2 separate regions of the Macaca mulatta genome follow, and region 2 is linked to region 1. A link is a contact called in public Hi-C data. All regions are on one chromosome and are shown on one strand. The core of a region is the stretch at or near the end of the contact, and the rest is flanking DNA. Distances in the headings are between cores, read along the strand shown. Region 1 overlaps BCR (BCR activator of RhoGEF and GTPase). Region 2 holds the start of BCR (BCR activator of RhoGEF and GTPase).

The links. A called contact is a pair of places that touch in the nucleus more often than the background predicts.
Region 2: a Hi-C map of fetal cortical plate shows a contact between it and region 1, with 2.3 times the contacts expected there. The contact joins the promoter of BCR here to the enhancer-like site in region 1. A contact is called at or near these places in 8 of 14 Hi-C or Micro-C datasets (CD4 T cells, blood, cortical neurons and 4 more).

Annotation. Positions count from the first base shown.
Region 1 is chr10:29,322,657-29,327,945 of T2T-MMU8v2.0, reverse strand. BCR (BCR activator of RhoGEF and GTPase) reads left to right here. Exons shown (of 22, transcript XM_077950565.1): 6 at 2,500-2,560; 7 at 4,036-4,088; 8 at 4,586-4,726. It overlaps LOC144331905 (a long non-coding RNA gene), which reads right to left. Exons shown (of 3, transcript XR_013399505.1): 3 at 3,409-3,545. Among named protein-coding and RNA genes, the nearest start is that of BCR, 92 kb to the left of the region's middle. Within about 2 kb of position 2,250, at least 5 of the 40 cell types and tissues checked have an H3K27ac peak or open chromatin away from gene starts, as enhancers often do. A contact at or near this core is called in fetal cortical plate, where this site is marked.
Region 2 is chr10:29,413,404-29,418,811 of T2T-MMU8v2.0, reverse strand. It overlaps BCR (BCR activator of RhoGEF and GTPase), which reads left to right and starts at 1,384. Exons shown (of 22, transcript XM_077950565.1): 1 at 1,384-2,796. The coding sequence starts at 1,518. It overlaps LOC144331904 (a long non-coding RNA gene), which reads right to left and starts at 1,301. Exons shown (of 2, transcript XR_013399504.1): 1 at 448-1,301.

The DNA.
Region 1 (5,289 bases), core at 1,001-3,500:
TAGCTTTGCCTTCTGGCTTGGCTTTTCCCCACCCAGCAAGCGTTCTGAGGAGAAAGCCCTCCAGGTGAGAACCGCAGGGTTAGAAAGAGACATGCGCACTAGAAATAGGGAGTGAATGCGGTCACCCTTGCTGGGACACACCCTCAGCTGTCACCCCTAGGCTTTGTTCCTGAGGCTTTGTGCCGTCTTATTGTTTATTGCAGGATGGAGCATCACGGGCTTCGCTCTGATGTCTCCGGTGGTGACAGTACCTGCCGCGCTGTTCCTCCAGAGTCTGTGGGGCACCCTGCTCCGCCAGGTGCTGCTGGTAACAGGCTCTGCATGCATCTGGGGCTGCAGCTCCCTCCCCACTGCCAGACTCCCTCTGGACCATTCAATCTATTCTCTTTTCCTTTTTCTTTTTTTTTTTTTTTTTTGAGACGGAGTCTCGCTCTGTCACCCAGGCTGGAGTGCAGTGGCCGGATCTCGGCTCACTGCAAGCTCCGCCTCCCAGGTTCACGCCATTCTCCTGCCTCAGCCTCCCGAGTAGCTGGGACTATAGGCGCCCGCCACCTCGCCCGGCTAGTTTTTTGTATTTTTTAGTAGAGACGGGGTTTCACCGTGTTAGCCAGGATGGTCTCGATCTCCTGACCTCGTGATCCGCCCGTCTCGGCCTCCCAAAGTGCTGGGATTACAGGCGTGACTCTTTTCCTTTTTCATTAAACTAGCAACCCTCCTCCCCAACAGCTGGAATGATGGCACCGAATTTCAAGTGACCCTGACAAATCAGGGACCTGATTTTTTAAGAGCAGGTTACAGTTAGGTGGACAAGTTTAAGTTCACCTGGACAGGTTTCTGCAGAGGAGGGAGGAAACACCATGGGACGCCACCTGGGGATCAGGTGGTCCCACCAACCATGCACCGGTGGATTCTGAGCTGTGGCTGAAATGCGGGGAGTGGGATGGGGCTCAGGACCAGCTGCAAACCGACCCACCGTGAAGGTTTGTGGCACCTGCACCGTCAGGGCGACTTGCACTTTGGTTCTCGGTGTTTCAAAAAAGACCCAGAAGAATTGGAGCCACCCAAAGACAGCAGAGTCAAACTCAAGGAAGAGAAAGCAGCAAGCCCTGTGGAGGTGTGGGGGGTCAGTGCTCAGGCATGGGAGTTCGAGGATCACCCTCAAGTACGGGAAGGAGTGGAGTAGTGTCCATCTTCTCCTGGGACAGTCCTGAGAGATGGGCAGCATTATTAGATCTGGTTCCATGGAACACCAGCTCTCCAGACAGTGGGTAATAGGAATTACATGAAAAGGGCTTTGGGAGTCAGGCCAGTTTGGGAAATACAGGGTTAAACCAAACTCATAAGTTTTCTTGAGGCAGGTGTTCCTGGAGCTCCTAGATAACTCCCAAGCATAGCACTGTCCACGGATACGTGGGCCGCCTCCCAGGCTCGTGTGAGCCCAGCGCCTGGTTTTTGCAGTCTTTTGTGTGGCTCTCCCACCCCCTCACACCCTTTGGGAACTGCTGAGTCAGATGTACAGAGGAAAAATCACTGCGAGGGCTGTTAAACTCTCAGGAAAGGTACCAAAGTGCATGGCAGCGTTAGGCCCCAGTGAGCTGGAAAACACTGGCTTTTGGTCTTGAGATGTTTCCTGCAGCACAAGAGGTTGGCAGAGCAACCTCAGAACCTCTTCCGTCTCTGCTGTTTATGCTTTTGTTCAGAAGCTTAGTACCAGAAATTAATCTCAGCTCCTTCCCAGAGGATTTTAGGCACACAGGATCTTTTATTCTACATTTCTCTAGTGATGCTTTCAACGCAGTTGTATCAAAACAGCCTAGGCTGTTCACTTACAAGCCCTGCTTTTGCCCTGGGAATCTTAGCACCTCATTTTTTAGTAAGTACACTTGCAAATCCGGAGGGGGCAGGTGGAGTTATAATCCAGTGTCAGTCTGCAGTGGTGGGCCTGCCCTGGCCGTCTCCAAATATGAGTGCTCTTCTGAACCACCAGCCCCCTGCATGCTGTCTAATTGCCCCCAAGAAAACAGTGACGTGTGTTTAGGAGCGTGCTCCTGTTGGCCTCCATTTACAGGATTCTCTGTGTCAGAGGATCTCAGCCAGGCATGATCTTGTTCACAAGGGACACTTGGCAATGCCTGGAGACATTTTTGGATGTCACAACAGCAGGAAGGCAGGCATGCTCCTGTACCTATAGGTAGAGGCCAGGGCAGCTGCTCAGCACCCTATGGTGCCCAGGAAAGCTGCTTAGAGAATTTGTAGCCCAAAATGTCAACGGTGCCCTGGCAGAGAAGCCTTGTCCCAGGTAGACCGCAGCATCCAGGGCATCCTGCGTGCTCGGCTTGCTCGTGTGTCCCTGCACACCCTGTGATTTCAGTCTCGGCTCAGAATGCGCCTGGGGTTCGTTGCAGTGAGGAGGGAAAGCTGAAACTGCTGCCAAAGGGGGAACGTTCTGCATCAAAGCTGCTCTGTCATCTGTGCGAACATGTGCTTTTCTCTCTGCAGAACCTGAGAGCCAGAAGCAACAAAGATGCCAAGGATCCAACGACCAAGAACTCCCTAGAAAGTGAGTTCTGCATGCTGAGGTCTCTGTGTGCCCTTGTCAGGGAGGCTGCTGCTGGCAGAGGGGGCGTCGTGGAAAAGCAGACACAGTGCCCAGTTGGGTCACCCCTTGGCGCCTTCCCTGTTCTGCTCTTCAAATAGAGTGGGGATGAGGAAAGAACAATTCAGGGAGGGCAGGGAAGGATACCATCAGTACCAGTTCTCCACCAAGGTGCTGCTTAAATTGACTTAAATGTCATCATGTTGACCCCAGTGGCCTTGTAAGGAGGATTTTTTTTTTTTTTTTTTTTTAAGGCAGAGTTTCGGTTCACTGCAACCTCCGCCTCCTGGGTTCAAGTGATCCTCCTGCTTCAGCCTCCCAAGTAGCTGGGATTACAGGCACACACCACCACGGCCAGCTAATTTTTGTATTTTTAATAGAGATGAGGTTTCCCCCATATTGGTCAGGTTGGTCTTGAACTCCTGACCTCAAGTGCCTTGGCCTCCCAAAGTGCTGGGATTACAGGCGTGAGCTGCCGCACCCGGCTGTAAAGAGGATTTTATTTTGTTTTTGCCGATGACAAGTTTAGTCATAAAGTAATCTGTACAGAACACAGGCTCTACGTGGCTGGGCAGGGATTGAGTCCAGAGTTGCTGGGAAAGTGGTATCAGGAATTATCAGTCACTTCTTACTTTAGTTGTGAGGGTGTTGTGAATAGTTACACTTGCAGAGAACAGCAGGCCCTGGAGCTTTTTGCCCCAAACCTCAGTTTCCCCATCTGCAAAATGAAAATAGCGATGTGTGCCTTATGCTGGTTGTGGGAGGCGTGTCTCAGAACACACGTAAGCATCCGTGCCTGGGATTGGCCACGCTCACTGTCATCATGGAGAAGCACAGGTGGCTGAGGCTGGCCAGGGCTCCTGCCATGCCAGGGAGCTGCTCCCACTGCAGTGGGGCTCACGTGCCTCTGGATTTCGGGTATCCTCGGGCAGGCAGGTCGCCAGGGAACCTGTCAAACCAAGAGTTGTGTCGGCATCTGAGTAGGTTTCTGCCTGTCTCAGAGTCAGGCGTCTGAAATGTCTCGGGATTGATGGTAAGAGCAGCTAAGCGGTTTGTTCAGCTTACCCTCTGGGCCAGGGAGCAGGTCTCCCTCCAGAATTGGGGCCCTCCCCAGCCCAACCTTGCCAGGGTGGGCTCCCTGACCTCAGGCTAGAGGAGTGGCAGTGCTGAGCCTTTTTAGCTGTTGTCACCTTGTCACCGAGCCAGCCGTGCAGGCTTTGGTCTGACAGCTGCTCTGGAATCTGCATGCAGTAAATGTCCTGGACTTAAAGCGTTCCAGGTGGGTGCTCTAGCCTTGCCCTGGTCACTGCGCACAGGGGAGATGGGGCCTGTGGAGGGTGGGGCAGCCCCCTCCCCACTCACCCTTGCACCGAGGGTGGTCAGGCAGCTGGTGTGCTTCTCCATGTGCAGTCTCTCTCACCACCCCTCTCTCTCCACAGCTCTACTCTACAAGCCTGTGGACCGTGTGACAAGGAGCACGCTGGTCCTCCATGTGAGTCACAGCGCCCCTCCAGACTGGGACCAAAACTGCCCTCTCAGACACACACAGCAACAATGTTCTGAGACCTTTTTTGGTTGTCATTGCTGCAGCCAAGGGGGTGCTACTGGCCTCTAATGGGTAGAGGCCTGGGATGGTGTTGGACATTCTGTAATGCAAATGACAGCTCTCTCTTGCCCCTCAACAAAGAATTACTCCACGCAAAATGTCAGCAGTGCTGAGGTTGAGAAACCCTGCCCTAGATCCAAGAGGAGCCCCTCTTGGCCGTGTGCATGCAGCGTGGGTTTGCTGGAACACATCTAGGACCTGCTTCCAGAACGGTGCTCACACAAGCTCTGTCCACAAAGCCCAGGCCCATGTGAGAGAGGCAGTGGTGACACTGAGGGAGCTGGTGCTCTGGGCTCCGTCTGCATTTTGTGTCTGCACTTTGCACACAGTGGCAGGTGTCAGTGCTCCTCTGTGTCTAACTCGAATCTTTCTTCCTGGGGCAGGACTTGCTGAAGCATACTCCTGCCAGCCACCCCGACCACCCCTTGCTGCAGGATGCCCTCCGCATCTCACAGAACTTCCTGTCCAGCATCAACGAGGAGATCACACCCCGACGGCAGTCCATGACGGTGAAGAAGGGAGAGGTGAGCGTGGCAGGGGATGGCTTGGGTCCGCCCAGCCTGCTGAGCTGGGGGCATGCAGGGTACCCTCGATCTGAGGCCTGGAGCCCCTCCTGGTCCTCAGCAGACCTTGCCTTTTGGGATTGGTGAGTTTGGCAGCACACTCAGTCCCGTGTGGAAGGTGTCTGGGTGCAGTTGCAGGGGTGACCCCACATGCACCATACTCTCCAGGCAGCAGCCATCACCATGCCTCACTCAGCCACCTCTTTTCTTTTCTGTCATTGTGGGTTATGTCCAGGGACCCCTTTTTTTAATCCCCCACACTCTTGCCAGCTCAGGCTCCCCAGCCAAGGAGACCTGTGCGAAGGAGGTGAGTAGGAGGATGGCATTTTGTCTGCCTGGAATCCTCCTACTTCCTCCTGAGTGCTTTCATTAAAAAACAGTTAACGTCGGGTTTAAGGATTAGAAAGGGGGATTCGTGGTTTGTGTCTGTGATGTGAGACTGGATGAAGCACTTCATGTCTTCCTCTGGGAAGACTCTCCTTCCCGTTCCCCCTGTCACTGACGTATTCTGTGTGCACGTCATC
Region 2 (5,408 bases), core at 135-2,634, 92 kb before region 1:
TTTGTTTCACTCCCTGCTCTGGGCTGTTCTGTCTTCCACCCAGCCCTGTGGGCCTCGGTGCAGGCTGGCCCCCTTAGAGGGAGGCTAATCAGGGAAGTTCTGAGTCAGGTCGTCCTGGAAAAACTACACTGGCCTCTGGAGCTCAGGTGAGGCCAGGGGACAAACATGGCTTAGCACACGGGAAGGCAGGTGTGGGTACTGAGTGACCTGAGGGAGAAATCCCTATTTATCATACATCATGTCGTCCTGCTGTGAAAAACCCGTGTGGCAGTCACCCACAGCAGATCCACAACGTGAGACGCACGCTGAAACAGGGGTGCTGGCATTGGCGACCCAGCCTGGTCCTCTCTGCCTCGCTGAGTGACCTGCCTGGTCCTGGCCTCTCTGTGAGTTGTGCCCAGCCCTGAGGCTGGTGAAAGGCCGGGTTGTAAGGTGTGAGGAACTCACCTGAGTCTCCATGGAAGGTGCCCTCCCCATCGTTGGGCCAGATCTGCCCGGTCTTGCGGACGCCCACGATGGTGGCCTCAGTCAGACACGACAACCGGGCAGTGCCGGTGACGCTTATGGCACTGCGACGTGGTGAGGGGCAGAGGGGGGAGGTTGCTTCTGTCGGAGGACTGCTGCGAGTTCTGCGAAGGAGAGCAGCTCTTGTCCCGGAACATGAGGTAGGTGGTAGGGCCTGGGGACACGCGGCTGTACTGGCCAGAGAAGAAGTCCTCCTGGCCGGAGGGGAGCCAAGTGTTCCTGTTTCAGGACTGCAAAACTGGCCCGGACCTCTGTGTTGGAAAGGTCTTTCTGAACCAGGGAGTCCGGTGTCCTTTTTATGGGGGACCCCTGGGCTGCGAGTTGAACAGTCCAATTCGCCGTTGTTAGGGCCTCAGTTTCCCAAAAGGCACAGGGACGGGGGGAGGGTGGCGGCTCGATGGGGGAGCCGCCTCCGGGGGCCCCCGCCCTCCGGGGGCCCCCGCCCTGTGCCCACGGCGCGGCCCCTTTAAGAGGCCCGCCTGGCTCCGTCAGCCGCGCTGCGGCCACCGCCCCCCGGCCCTCCCCTTCCTGCGGCGCAGAGTGCGGGCAGGGCGGGAGTGCGGCGAGAGGGGGCTGGCCGAGCGTAGCGCCCACTGAGGCGGCGGCAGCTGAGGCGGCGGAGCTGTGCGGCGGTGCGGGAGCGAGAGGCCAGGAGCGCGCGGGCCGCGACCGGGGTCTGGCGGCGGCCTGGCGGAGCAGAGAGCAGCGCGCGCGCCTCGCCGTGCGGAGGAGCCCCGCACACAATAGCGGCGCGCGCAGCCCGCGCCCTTCCCCCAGCGCGCCCCGCCCCGCGTGCCCAGCGCCCCGCGCCGCCTAGCGCCCCGCGCCGCCTCACCTGCCATTAGGGAGTGGGCGGGCATTGTTCGCCGCCGCCGCTGCGCGGGGCCATGGGGGCCGCCGGGCGCCCGGGGCCGGGCCTGGCGAGGCCGCCGCGCCGCCGCTGAGACGGGCGCCGCGCGCAGCCCGGCGGCGCAGGTGAGGCCGGCCGCGCCATGGTGGACCCGGTGGGCTTCGCGGAGGCGTGGAAGGCGCAGTTCCCGGACTCGGAGCCGCCGCGCATGGAACTGCGTTCAGTGGGCGACATCGAGCAGGAGCTGGAGCGCTGCAAGGCCTCTATCCGGCGCCTGGAGCAGGAGGTGAACCAGGAGCGCTTCCGCATGATATACCTGCAGACGCTGCTGGCCAAGGAAAAGAAGAGCTATGACCGGCAGCGATGGGGCTTCCGGCGCGCGGCGCAGGGCCCCGACGGCGCCTCCGAGCCCCGAGCGCCCGCGCCGCGCCCGCAGCCCGCGCCCGCCGACGGAGCCGACCCGCCGCCCGCCGAGGAACCCGAGGCCCGGCCGGACGGAGAGGGTTCCCCGGGTAAGCCCAAGCCCGGGGCCGCCCGCAGGCCCGGGGCCGCCGCGTCGGGGGAACGGGATGACCGGGGGCCCCCCGCCAGCGTGGCGGCGCTAAGGTCCAACTTCGAGCGGATCCGCAAGGGCCATGGCCAGTCCGGGGCGGACGCCGAGAAGCCCTTCTACGTGAACGTCGAGTTTCACCACGAGCGCGGCTTGGTGAAGGTCAACGACAAAGAGGTGTCGGACCGCATCAGCTCCCTGGGCAGCCAGGCCATGCAGATGGAGCGCAAAAAGTCCCAGCACAGCGCGGGCTCGAGCGTGGGGGATGCCTCCAGGCCCCCTTACCGGGGACGCTGCTCGGAGAGCAGCTGCGGCGTTGATGGCGACTACGAGGACGCCGAGTTGAACCCCCGCTTCCTGAAGGACAACCTGATCAACGCCAATGGAGGTAGCAGGCCACCTTGGCCGCCCCTGGAGTACCAGCCCTACCAGAGCATCTATGTCGGGGGCATGATGGAAGGAGAGGGCAAGGGCCCGCTCCTGCGCAGCCAGAGCACCTCTGAGCAGGAGAAGCGCCTCACCTGGCCCCGCAGGTCCTATTCCCCTCGGAGCTTTGAGGATTGCGGAGGCGGCTATACCCCGGACTGCAGCTCCAACGAGAACCTCACCTCCAGCGAGGAGGACTTCTCCTCCGGCCAGTCCAGCCGAGTGTCCCCAAGCCCCACCACCTACCGCATGTTCCGGGACAAGAGCCGCTCTCCCTCGCAGAACTCGCAACAGTCCTTCGAGAGCAGCAGTCCCCCCACGCCGCAGTGCCATAAGCGGCACCGGCACTGCCCAGTTGTCGTGTCCGAGGCCACCATCGTGGGCGTCCGCAAGACCGGGCAGATCTGGCCCAACGATGGGGAGGGCACCTTCCATGGAGACGCAGGTGAGTTCCTCACGCCACGTGCGTGGGCACACCTGCACCGGGGAGGAAAACTAGAGACGAGTAGGGGATACAAAACAAGTTGGGAGGGAGGAGTGGATAGGTAACTTTTGAGTGATTATCGGGTGCACTTGTGGTTCACGCGTATCCTGCACCCGAACAAACTCCATTCCCTCCTCCTTCCTGAACGCAGATTGTTAGTGTTTGGAATGGGATTGGGTTGAGGATGGTCTTGTGAGGAATGGGAGGTGGTTTGTTCCTTTCATTCTAGAGCAATGTGTTTGTGAAGTACAGCTTGTGAGTTGGAGGAAGATGCTTCAGGTGGTAACCTCCTTGCCCTGTACTCTCTCCACGCCGGGCAGTGAGGATGGCATAAAAGCCGGAGTCATCTGTAGCGCCCGGATCGGATGCTGTTAGCAGGGACGGATTTATGTCTTGGACACTCTCCGCCACCCCAGTGATCCTGTTCTGGAGGGGTTATATGACAACATTTGTGAAACCTGAGATATGCTAGCTGCTCCCAGGCCATAGAAGTGTCAGGTTTGCTTGCTAGCCAGCAGCCCTGAACGGGCAGGTCACAGCAGGTGAGAATAGGAATTAGAAGGAAGTGAGGCGACAGACAGTTGTGAATCAGTGGGCCACCGAAAATCAACTACATGGGGATTTTATCTGGGGCTGAAGCAGAGCCACACCCGTTCTAATCTGCCTGGCTTTGATGGGAGGCTGCACCCATCATTCACCACCAGGCTCCTCTATGGTGCTAACCCAGCCCCATTTGCTGAGCCTCCAGTGTGCTCCTGCTGTTTCATCTTGCCAAGGATAAGCACCCATCGGGGCTCCCAATCTGTGGTCAGACTCTAGCGCTAAGATTAAAACTATGGGATTGTACACGTTACTTCTGTGCTAGATGAAAATACCATCAGGCGTTTTGGGTGATGGGACTGTGTTTTGAGATCCAGGCACTGTTTGCCATTGGGGTAAGGAAAGGGTGAGCTGGGGTGTGTGTGAGGCTGTCGGGAATCTCTTGGAGTCCTGGTCCCTGTTAAGCTGATCTGGTTTTCTGCTTCATTGATTTTTCTTTTTCTGCTGATGGAGGAGTTGGATGTGCTTGGTTTGTCGGAATCCTCTTGAAACAAGTGAGGCTATTTTTGGCTCTTAGAGCTGCAGCCTTTTTTGTGATGGGCACTCTGTCCTGTTTGTGTTAGGTACTTCAGTTGCTGATCTTCCATTTGCAGCCGGGGTTTCCTGTGGAGTCCGGCTCCTCGACTCCGACCTGCAGTGTGGCCCGGCTGCATTCCCTAAGTCCCTATGTGGGGGCGGGGGTGGAAGGCTGTACTATTCAGAAGCCTGCTTTGCAGGCACCTCAGCTCGTTCCGGGTCTGGAGGATTGCCTTGTGGTTACTGGGCACCAGCCTTGTCTGGCCAGCTGTTGGTCAGGCGAGCCAACTTGAACTGGCTCTCAGTGCTGTGGTGCAGGAGAATTATTAATAAAGAAAATGAGAGGTTTTTAGGGAGATGTTCAAATTGAAATGATAATCTTTGCTGGTGAAGAATTGTGGGTTTCCAGAACCTTGGGCCCAGCCTTTCCTACAGCTCCTGTAGACTTGGCCATGTTGCCCACCACATCACTAGACCCTGAATGCAAGTCAGTAAATGAAAATAGGAATGATTATAGAAGGATGGAAAGCCCAGTGCCTTGAGTCACACAGGGCAGGTCCTCAGGAAATGGCTGAGGAGTTAATTTTACCACTTGGGCCCACTTTTAGCACTTTCTGGATTCTTCTCTGAATGTCCTGAAAGTCCCACAGTCTCTTTCCCATTAGGTTTTATTTTTTTCCCCGTAAATGTTTTTTGTTTGTTTGTTTGTTGTTAAGAGATAGGGTCTGGCTCTGCCATCCAGGCTGGAATGCAGTAGTATGATCATAGCTCACTGCAACCTCAAAACTCTCAGACTGAGGTGATCCTTCCACCTCAGCCTTTTCAGTAGCTGGGACTGCAGGCTCAAACCACTCTACTGGGCTAATTATCATTTTTTTTTGTTTTGTAAAGACAGGGTCTTGCTGTGTTGCCCAGGCTGGTCTCAAACTCCTGGGCTCAAGCATTCCTCCAGCTTCAGCCTCCTGAGTAGCTGGGGTTGCAGGGATGAGCCACCTCAGCAGGCCTCTTAGACGTTTTTAGTGACTAAGGTCACTTAAAACATCTTTTAAAAGAGATTATTTTCCCTCAGACAGTTTTTCTTTTTTAAGACATAATTTTTTGGCCAGGCGCGGTGGCTCACGCCTGTAATCCCAGCACTTTGGGAGGCCGAGGTGGGCGGATCACAAGGTCAGGAGATCGAGACCAGGTGAAACCCTGCCTCTACTAAAAATACAAAAAATTAGCCGGGCGCGGTGGCGGGTGCCTATAGTCCCAGCTACTTGGGAGGCTGAGGCAGGAGAATGGCAGGAACCCGAGAGGTGGAGCTTGCAGTGAGCTGAGATCGTGCCACTGCACTCCAGCCAGGGGGAGAGAGCGAGACTCCGTCTCAAAAAAAAAAAAAAAAAAAAAAGACAATTTTTTTAGAGCACTATTAGGTTCACAGCAAAATTGATAGGGAAGTACACATACACTCCGTA